Regions from separate parts of the Columba livia genome. Here region 1 is linked to region 2. The links are chromatin contacts, called in public Hi-C maps. All regions are on one chromosome and are shown on one strand. The core of a region is the stretch at or near the end of the contact, and the rest is flanking DNA. Distances in the headings are between cores, read along the strand shown. Region 1 overlaps CFAP44 (cilia and flagella associated protein 44). Region 2 has its middle 27 kb from the start of NEPRO.

Evidence for each region. A called contact is a pair of places that touch in the nucleus more often than the background predicts.
Region 1: a contact with region 2 is called in a Hi-C map of liver, with 2.3 times the contacts expected there. The contact joins two enhancer-like sites. A contact is called at or near these places in 2 of 2 Hi-C or Micro-C datasets (crop and liver).

The regions. Positions count from the first base shown.
Region 1 is chr1:74,285,222-74,289,817 of bColLiv1.pat.W.v2, forward strand. CFAP44 (cilia and flagella associated protein 44) reads right to left here. Exons shown (of 34, transcript XM_021299753.2): 31 at 4,535-4,596; 32 at 3,693-3,853; 33 at 2,815-2,949; 34 at 1,825-2,261. The coding sequence ends at 1,980. It overlaps BOC (BOC cell adhesion associated, oncogene regulated), which reads left to right. Exons shown (of 19, transcript XM_065062822.1): 19 at 1-585. The coding sequence ends at 87. Among named protein-coding and RNA genes, the nearest start is that of CFAP44, 44 kb to the right of the region's middle. Within about 2 kb of position 3,065, at least 2 of the 3 cell types and tissues checked have an H3K27ac peak away from gene starts, as active enhancers do.
Region 2 is chr1:74,159,786-74,164,607 of bColLiv1.pat.W.v2, forward strand. No RefSeq gene overlaps it. Among named protein-coding and RNA genes, the nearest start is that of NEPRO, 27 kb to the left of the region's middle. Within about 2 kb of position 1,501, at least 2 of the 3 cell types and tissues checked have an H3K27ac peak away from gene starts, as active enhancers do.

The DNA of each region.
Region 1 (4,596 bases), core at 1,815-4,314, 130 kb after region 2:
GCATCTTTGGGTCAGGACCTACCAAGACATCTGAACAGCAGCCCGCCACCACTGAGGCCCTTAGAGACTCATTCTCCCACCAGCTAGTGACCAAGCTGCCTTTTGCAAAAGACTTATTTTAAAGAGAAACAGAAAATGGGTATTTATTTTTGTATAACACCCCTATTTATATATTTATGCACTTGTATATAGATGTATATGTGCCTTTTATAATGCTATGGAGACAGAAGGCATCCTCAACAAGGTCACAGGAGGGCCCAAGAAACACGGCAGCAGCTATCCGTGGCACTGGACTGTTCATCAGATCACAGGATTGAAACAGCAGCACAAGAGAGGTCACAGGACACGGGTCCAAACAGAGCTGCCACCACCCTCTTGCAGTGGGGCCTTCGTGAAAGACACCGCTGTCAAAAAGATCTTTTCTTCTCCCCCACAGGAAGGTTTGTCCCAGGAACACACTCCTGTGAATGGACTGGAGTTATGCACTCTGCCTCATCAACCCTTCACATACACACCATCTGCAGCCGCTTATCTGTAAAGACAAACCCACGCTTTAACATCTAAAATAAAGGCTTTAGTCATTTCTGTGGCTGCCTGTATATGCTAAATCCTCCCACAGAGGTATCTACTCTTTTTTCACTTACAGACATACAGCAAGCAGGACACCTGGGGAAAGGTGACCTTTTCCTGCGGTTTCAGTTTTTCAGATAGCCACTGACATAATTCTTCTTAAGGCTGAGCTCAGGAGAAGAGGGACACCTGCTGCCTGTGTCAGTTCAGCGACATAAAACTTCCAGTGGGGAGCACAGCGAGAAGAAATTTTCATGTATCTCCAAGGACAGCTGCATGAGTTTGGTGATGGGGGGAGAAGCAGATGATAGACACCCAAACCTCTGCAAATGTTGTTTCTTTATTTTCCACCCCCATCCTGTAGTTTTCCAGCTTCAAAAGCTTTCAGCATCCATGCCTGTAGGTAAGGGTGGGGTTTTCTCCTTAAGGAAAAAGAGGATGCTCAGCACCTTCATAGGAACCCACCAAAAAAAAAAGCTGCATTCAATTGTGTTTGGGCCAGCAGGAGCAGTTCTTGTGGCTGGCTGGGCTCTGGCTGGGTCCTGGCTGAGCACTGGCAAAAGGCAGGGAGTGGGGAGGAAGGGCAGCTGCAGGTTGTTCAGACAATTTAATTAAATCTTAGCAACAAACCCACAGCCTCCCCATGGACCCCCAGAAGCTTTGCACTGGGAGAGCAACACAACACGCCCCCTCTGCTTCAGGTATGAAGGAAGTTTCCACAGTAAGGCAGGGTAAGTGCTGTAAACGGGCACACACGGCTGCCGTACCAAATGCCAGGGGCAAAAAATAATAAGACCTGAAAACGTACAGAACCTGGCTTGCTCTCATTCTGATCAGGCAGGTGCAAGCCAGTGGAATTACAGGCTGACTTTGCACTTGCTACACTTTCTACTGCTACAGAGCAGAGGCAAAGTGCGAAAGTATTTGTTTGGCTCCATACCCACCTGAGCACTGTAGGCCCTGAGCAGAAATGTGCCTTTGCTTTCTCCAAACAAACAGCACTTTTCCCTTGACTCTAACTAGAGAAGTGCTGTTGCTGCCAGGATGTTCAGTAAATAACAAAGCGCACCCTTGAAGACACACCTCTCTTCCCATTTCTGAGAACACAGGTACGAAAGCTACGTTCGCCTGTGTGAAACTCATATCCAGCTTTCAACAGCCACTCGTCTGAAGAACAGACATACACATCTGCACACACACAGGGCTTCTGCCCAGTGCAAATCTCTGCAATGGACAGATAACAGCATTCACTGGTTGTATTTGCACTTTTTTATTCTGTATGTGTCACTACAGTCATATTTTGTTAGGGGAAACAATTACAACCCTTTACAACTAAACCCCTGTATAGCCAAAGCGATTCGTTTCACACTTCCAGTTATGACTACCACCACAGTTAGCCATGTCCGTTTTTAAGGGAGACTTGGACTGCTGATTACTGTTTCTGGTGTAAGAGCAGGGAATGATGCCATTGTTGTCTCTGAGTCCTGCGATGCTGAAGGTGACTGTAGAAAGAGGCACTCATCTTTTCCGCTAAGGGGAGGGAGTTGTCCTCTAAAGCACTCACCTGTTCTGTTTAGGAGATGGATTTCTTCTCTTAGGAGGGCTGTGTCATGAGCCATGTGCTCGACCCGTGACTGCAGCTTGGCCTTCCTTTTGATGTCAGTAGTTTGGGGGCCATGAAATTCTGCTCCCTGTAAGCAGAATAAAAAAATCTCTCCTGTAAAACGTTGGAGAATGAACAATGGGAATTTATTTCATTTCAAGCAGGAAAGTGAAGCTTTCCAAAAGGCAGGACAGCTTCGTGACTTCTCCATTCCTCAGTCAGAACTACTTGGAAGTCAGAGTGAGGGACCACTAACTCAGGCTGTCACAGGTGGCTGCCTTATTCCATAACACAGAGCAAAGAAAACATTTATTTGGCTGTTTCCATGTAATAAAGGAGTAATTTTTACTTGCTGCAAGATGTTATTTTAATTAGAAATGGGTTTGTTTCGATATTAGAAAGTAGCTAAGCAAGAATTATGGAAAAACTCAGTTATGGCCTGCTTCAGGATCAGCTCATTCATCTCCCTGTCTACAAGATCTGGAGCAGCCATTCGGCCTGTGCCACTCTGCAATATTAGCCCGAACTGCCGACCTGCAGAGCAGGATGCAACACCCAAGAGCTGGTGAGGGCCAGATGATCCCCTGCCCCTTTCTGACCAGTCCCAAACCTGCAGGTATTATGGTCACTAAAAGGCTTACCAGATCATTCTTTAGTGAAGTCAGCTCAGTTTCAAGTTGCTGTGTTTCAAAGTAAAACTTTTCCAGCTGCTGCAGCTTGCTGGTGTTTTCCTGTGTGAGTTTCATTAGCTGCTGCTGCAGGTGTAAGATTCTTTCCTAGAAATACATAAAAGGTTGAGCTGGGGTGAGAGAGGACAAAAAGTGTGAAGCGGGGAAGAAGTGCAAATCACAACAGAAGTGTCACAGAAGAGGGGTAAACAACAGGCTGATCCTGCATACACCACCTGATTCCCACAGTAACTTTAGTGCATTCTATCATCATCTGTTTTAAATAATGCAAATGCCTAAGTAGGTAAAGCAGTTAGGCGAAAGTGTGGGAAAGAGAAAGCCATTAGGTACATAGTACTTCCATATGTGCCCTCTATAAGAGCAGCATAAGCGTGTTGCCTGTTTGCACCACAGTAGTTGAGCCTTAGGCCCCAACCCAGAGAGACACATGAACTTCAGACTGCACAGACCAACATCCCAGGCATGAGTGAGGGCTGCCTGTAAGCAAATAGTTTGTCACCAAAGGCAGTGGGAGGAGGAAGTAAGTGCCAAATGTCAGCTGAAAACCAAAGGAAGGTAGTCTGGAAGAACTTAACACGGGGACCAAAGCAAAAAGATGTATTTGAGGAAAAATCAGTAGCTAGCTCCGTAAGAGAATAGGATGTGCATCAGCAACTGGAGCAGGGGTAGGAATGATGGTAGGAAAAGGGGGTTGGACATTATAGTCTATTAATGACGTATTAAAAAAAAAAATTCACAAAATATTTTAGTGTAACTCTTCAGTCCCAGGGAAACAAAGCCATAACAGATCATCGCAACACATATGACTTCTTTCTTTTCCTGCTCCTTACCTCCCACTCTTTCAGCTCCTGGGACTGCATGTATTCTTTCTCCATTATTTCTACTTCCAACTCTTCCACACGTATGTTAACAGTGTGTGCTTGAACTGCTTCAAAATCAACCATCCGGCCAAACTTCTTCATCATCAGATGATTGCACTTTTCTTCTAGTTCTAGCAGAAGAGGCATGGCACAAAGAGCAGCACTGTCTTTCACTGGTTAATAAGAATTTCCGCCTTACCCCCAGTTTTTTGTCTGAGCTCTTTGGTATTTGCTCTGTAATAAATAATTCACACAAAACCACACGGAGCTTACAACTGCATATTGCCTTTTGTCCTTGCCCATGCCCATGTCTGTGTGGTCACTAAGCCACACTCTAAGCCAGTCCTAGTATGCTACTCCCACACTGGGCTATATAGGATCTCCAGAGGTTTGGTGGTGCTAGACACATCTCTGGGTTTGGTCCTTGTGAAAGTGTTTCAAATAGGGCCTGTTTCATTCTTGTGTTACACAGAGGAGGAAATTGCCAAAAAAAAGCTTATGTAGTTTTGGGGAAAGCACTTTTTCCCTAGCAGTTCTGGTGTACAGCCAGAAATAGCAATCGTGTGTCCTGACTTCCAGTGTCTCATGTCCATCAGCTCTCCTTATACTAAGTTCCCAAATTATTTCACACAGCCTAATGACTTTGCAGTGCTGGCAAACTACCAGTACTTCATCCAAACAGTCCACTCGATCTGCTATTTCTGTTTTATTTTCTGCAGTGCCCAGCTGTGACAGCTGGGCGAGTGTGAAGACAGCAAGGGGGACAGAATAAGCACTAGTATACTGTGTTGTTCAGAGTCTTTGTTACTCACGTCTAATTTTTATCTTCATCTCCTTTTTGTCCTGGATAAGCTGCTTATGTTGCTCCTGGGCC
Region 2 (4,822 bases), core at 251-2,750:
AAGAGAGCCAGCGAGCATGTCCTGAAGGAAGGGTGTCCAAAAACTTCTTGGTTATTTGCATAAAACAGAAAATACAGCATTCCATTTGCTAGGGAAAACTGCCCCTAGTAAGAAAGTGAACAACTGCCTATAAGTCCACACCTTCAGAAGATAGCTCCCTGCCAGGTGCTGAGCTGCATCTATGGACCGTGAGTGGTGACACTGCTCAGCGTGGCTCTGAAAACTGGGTGGGTAAAGGCACCAAGAGGATCACTGACCCAGTGTCACAGCTAGGAGGTCAGTGATAGAGGATATATCCATAAATAAAAGCAAGTTACCCAAAGTCAGGAAAACCTGAGGGTTCCAAACTTATATTGCATCCTTCTTAGTTCTTTACCTAAAAAAGGTATTTCTATAGCTGGGAAAAATCATCCCTAATGAGAAGGGGAACCAGAAGTATCTTATCTGCCCACAGAGAAGCAATTGTGATTCCTCACATTGATCTTCAGTGGTTTTAACCAACCAAGATAATCGTAGGCCACATGCACAGGCCCTCACATTCTCTTTTGTTAACAGAGCAAGGTCTGTCCTATCTCTGTGTGACTGGTGAGTACCGAGAACATTATTTTATACAAGGGAATAATGTACAAAGAAATGAACCAGCCACCGCAGCAGCAAGTTGTAACACAGGATCTTTCACTTTTGCCCTGAGCTGCTTCTTCCAGGCTTGGCTGCCAGCTCTGAGATGGGGGGATTGTTATTTACATGCATAATAAAACAGCACCTGAATGCAGTTGGGGTCCTACCTTTGAGCAACATTAACACTCTTGTGACTTCATTTACAGCTTTTTCACTTTGCCTCTCTTGATGCTGGGAATGAGAGTTTCAGGTGTGCGCCTGTTTAAAAAAGCCACTACGAAATATGCATGTGTTACAGCTGTTTGTGGTTTGTGGAGCCTATATCCCAAACTATATAATAGCCACTTTGTGCAGAAATTGTACAAAGGCACAGTTCCACTCCAGTGAAAATGTGTTTATCGGAACCATGACAGTATGAATCCAATTAATTAAATAAGGTTTTTTAAGGGAATGTTATGAATACTAAGGGAATGTTATGAATACTACAAATACAGCAAGTTTGTAAGGTAAGGGTGAAGCAAGCTTACTCTTTAATTGCTGTGACTTCAGAGAGGGGTTTTTTGGGGAGTGCTATAAAAATCATAAACTTTCTCAAATTTTTTTTGACACAGTTGCATCTCACAGCATTTGGGGGTACGATGAGATTAGGTACCCAAATGTAAGATTATTTGAATGAAGCAATTTATATAAAATGCAGTGGAATATTTCAAGATAAGAGGAAATCAGGACCTCTTTTCTTTTTTGCCCAGACACCGCCACCTGGGGAACTCGGGTCCAGCCACCCTTGAGCACCCTGCGTTTTGGGCATTACAAACTCAAAGATTTCCCATCCAAGCAGTGTTGCCAGCTGCAGCAAGCTTGATCTCTGCTTAGCTGTGGAGCTGGAGCCAGGCTGTGTGCTAACACAGCATGGCTGCAGGCCCTTTTGGTGTTTTTACTCTGTGGAGTTTTTATGAGACCATATCTGTCAAACGTATGTGTGAAGATAAATCAAACAAGCACAGCCACAGCTATTAAATAAATGTGAAATCTGAGTGGCTTCCACCAGCCCCTCCATCCCTGCCCCCCAGCTGCTGTGTCTGCTGAGTGTTTTACAGAAACAGGACAGTGAAGGATGGCTGGTTATGAGAAAGGGAATGCAGAGGGAGGCAGCTCCTAGGGAAAGGGTTGATTTCCTCACAGGGGGAAGCGGAGAACTACAAGTTGGGTTTGGGGCTCATGATGCTGAAGTATTTCAGGTCTAGAAAGAGCCTGTTTTGGATATTGGTGGCTTTTGAAGAGGGAGAGACTCAATAGATTCCGTCAGGAATACGGTCTGACTGTTGTCACGGTATCTAAAAGGCAATGAAGATGGGTACTCAGCAGAGGAGGCAAGAGGCATCAATGAAGAAATGTAATGAGTTGGTCAGTAAGAGACCATGCTTGGGGCTACTGCTGTGTGAGCACCATGAAGTTGCTGCACTGTGAATACCAAAGCATCAGAAGGGCATCAAGCTTTTACATGCCTCCCAGTCCGTCTTCTCCTGGGGACTAAAATAACCTTGACCTGATCTCCACTCAAATTTTTCCCCATTCACTAAAGTGTTCTTCCCCCAAGGGAAGGGTGGTCCTTCCAAGGTCAGGGCTGAGGTTACTGACAGGTCAGGGAGGGCAAGGTCAGGCTTGAAACTTTGGCTGTACCAAAGCTGTTCCACATAGGCAGAGGGCCTTGCAGTTTCCAAAGCCATCACTCTCCTCCCCACTTTCACCAGCTATTCACCTCTCCTAGTCTTAAGTGGAAGAAAATACAGCCAACCTCTTCAAGTCCTTGTGTCGCACCTCTGGGAGCTGCATTCTTGCTCTCGAGTGGTTGGTCAGGCAACAAAACAGAATAGCCAACATATCACTTCCAGAATCTTTATTTGGGGATTGAAGTTGGATCAATGTATCTGAAGGCTACTGTAATCAGGAAGTGATTCTTCTGATTTCTGACAATGGGGCCACTCCTGCCACTGAGAAAGCATTTGTCATTTCCCCTGGCTGCACAAGGGTTTTTTTACCCTGCACTTATTTACCCCAACACATGAGGAGACAGGGGCCCGAAAGGAGTCGAGGCTAACAAATTGCACAGTAACAAAGCATACATTGCTGATGCCAAAGGCAAAGCACAGGGGACAGCGCTATGCCATGCATCTGGACGTGGGCTGCAAGGTGGAAATGTGGGACAAGGATTGTTTGACCCGGTTCCTATGTTCTGTGAAATCATTGCACCTCCATTGATTTTGAATGCTGGATTGACACTAGAAGAGGATTTGACCCATAGAGACACAGTCTGCTGCACATAGGGTGTCATGGTCCTTCTGTGTATATCTCCAGTGTTCAACTGAATGAAAATAAATACCCAGAGATGGTTTTTTCCAGTAAAAATATACAAGGAAAGAGAAGTCTAATATACTAGCAAGTGCATTTCTCCTGAGTTGCTAATGCAATGCAAAATTCTTATTACTAATAATTAGCAATGCACGTGAGACTACCGTTGAACAAATCACCTGTGAACACCCAAAATGCCAGGAAAACACTTAGTATCAATCTTTTTTTGAAAGTAAATAGATTAGATTAGATTCTGTGGGCTCATAGGGCCAGGTTGCTTACTTGATGTGCTGGCACTGTTAGTTTCAATCTAAATCAGCCAGTTTACACAAGCTGAAAATCTTATGGTAAGTTTTCTGTTGATTGTTAGAGTTAATATTAAATATTTAAGGGCCTAGCTTTACATTCAGTCTTGGACTTGGATTTTTTCAAGAGTGTGCTGTAGATCCTGGTGTATAGCATATACGTGCAGTTCCAAGTGATTCAGTTGCCACTTACCAGCTGAAATGCTGAGTCTATGCCATCCTGTCAGTGGGGAATGATTTTGTTCTCATCCCAAATAACAGCACCTTTCAGAGGTCAGGGCAGAGTGTAGGGCACAATTTGAATTTAGGATGGGAACACGGGGGAAAAAGTGGTCATGACTGATGGAAGCGATGTGCCTGCAACTTATTTATGCATATAAACACCTAACAAGCCCTACTCTGCCATGCAGGGGTAATATGTGAGCTTATAATATCTTTTACTCCTAAACCTGTGCTTCTCCATAGTGCAATTCCATTTACAAATGCAGGTTTTCATGGAACAGAAGTAACACAACGGTAACTTTCAGTTCTCTAGTCTTCAATTTATCATCCTACCTATCTCTCCTGTGGTTACCAGTCATCTTCTGTTTACATTGCTGCCCTGTAGTACAGGGTAAGAACCTTGTTAAGATCAGGCAAGGGATGCAGATTGGCTTTGATATTTACTGTACTGCCTCTTACGAGAAAAACCCCTTGCACTGGGACATGTCCTAAGGCACAGGCAACATGGGCAGCTGCCTTGGGTGCCAGACTTATGATCTTTTTGCTGAGGCCAGAGGAGACAGGTGCTGGTTGCTGCTGGGGAAGCCTGGAGGCAAACCACTGGTTTCTTACCTCCTGGAGACATATCTCTTCATTCCTGTCACAACCAGCAGAGCTGGCTGCAGGGAGATTCCTTTAGCAGCAGCAATAGCTGTTTCCCCACCCCATTCGACCCATGGCACGGGGAGCAGCAAGCCCTGTCTCCAGGATTTTCACTGCTCTCACATCTGGCCCTGCATCCTTCGCTTCATCTCCCCAGGGCAAGGTTAGGATGGACTGGCCCCTCCTGCCCTTCAGGTGTGCAGCAGCAGCTGGGGAATTGCCAAAAGATCAGTGACACCTACTGCAGATAAGGGACTACAAGGGGAGTAAGTGGGAACAGGTCCTGTGCAGAGGAGAAAGGGAGTTTTGAGGAGCGAACTGAGGAAGGCGGAAGGAGAAACATCCTAGCACTCCTCACTGGCTGTCCCACTGAATCCTCCTATCAAGGTTCTCCACTTACACCCTTCCTGGCCCTCTTCCTCAGTCAGCCTACACTAGAAGAGGTGCTGACTACCCCCAAATCTCTGTTCCCCCACCAGATCCCTGGGACAGGATACCTCTGTCGTTCCTGACAGCTATCCAACCTGTTCTTGAAGCTCTCCACTTTGAGAAGCTTCATGCCGAGGCACTTTGTGAATTGCTTCCATCTATTTGCCCTGATATTTTTTGTAACATCAAGTTTGAATCTTTCTTACTGCAGTTTAAGCCTGTTATTATTTCTTAACCTCTCAATTTTGAGCAAGTAG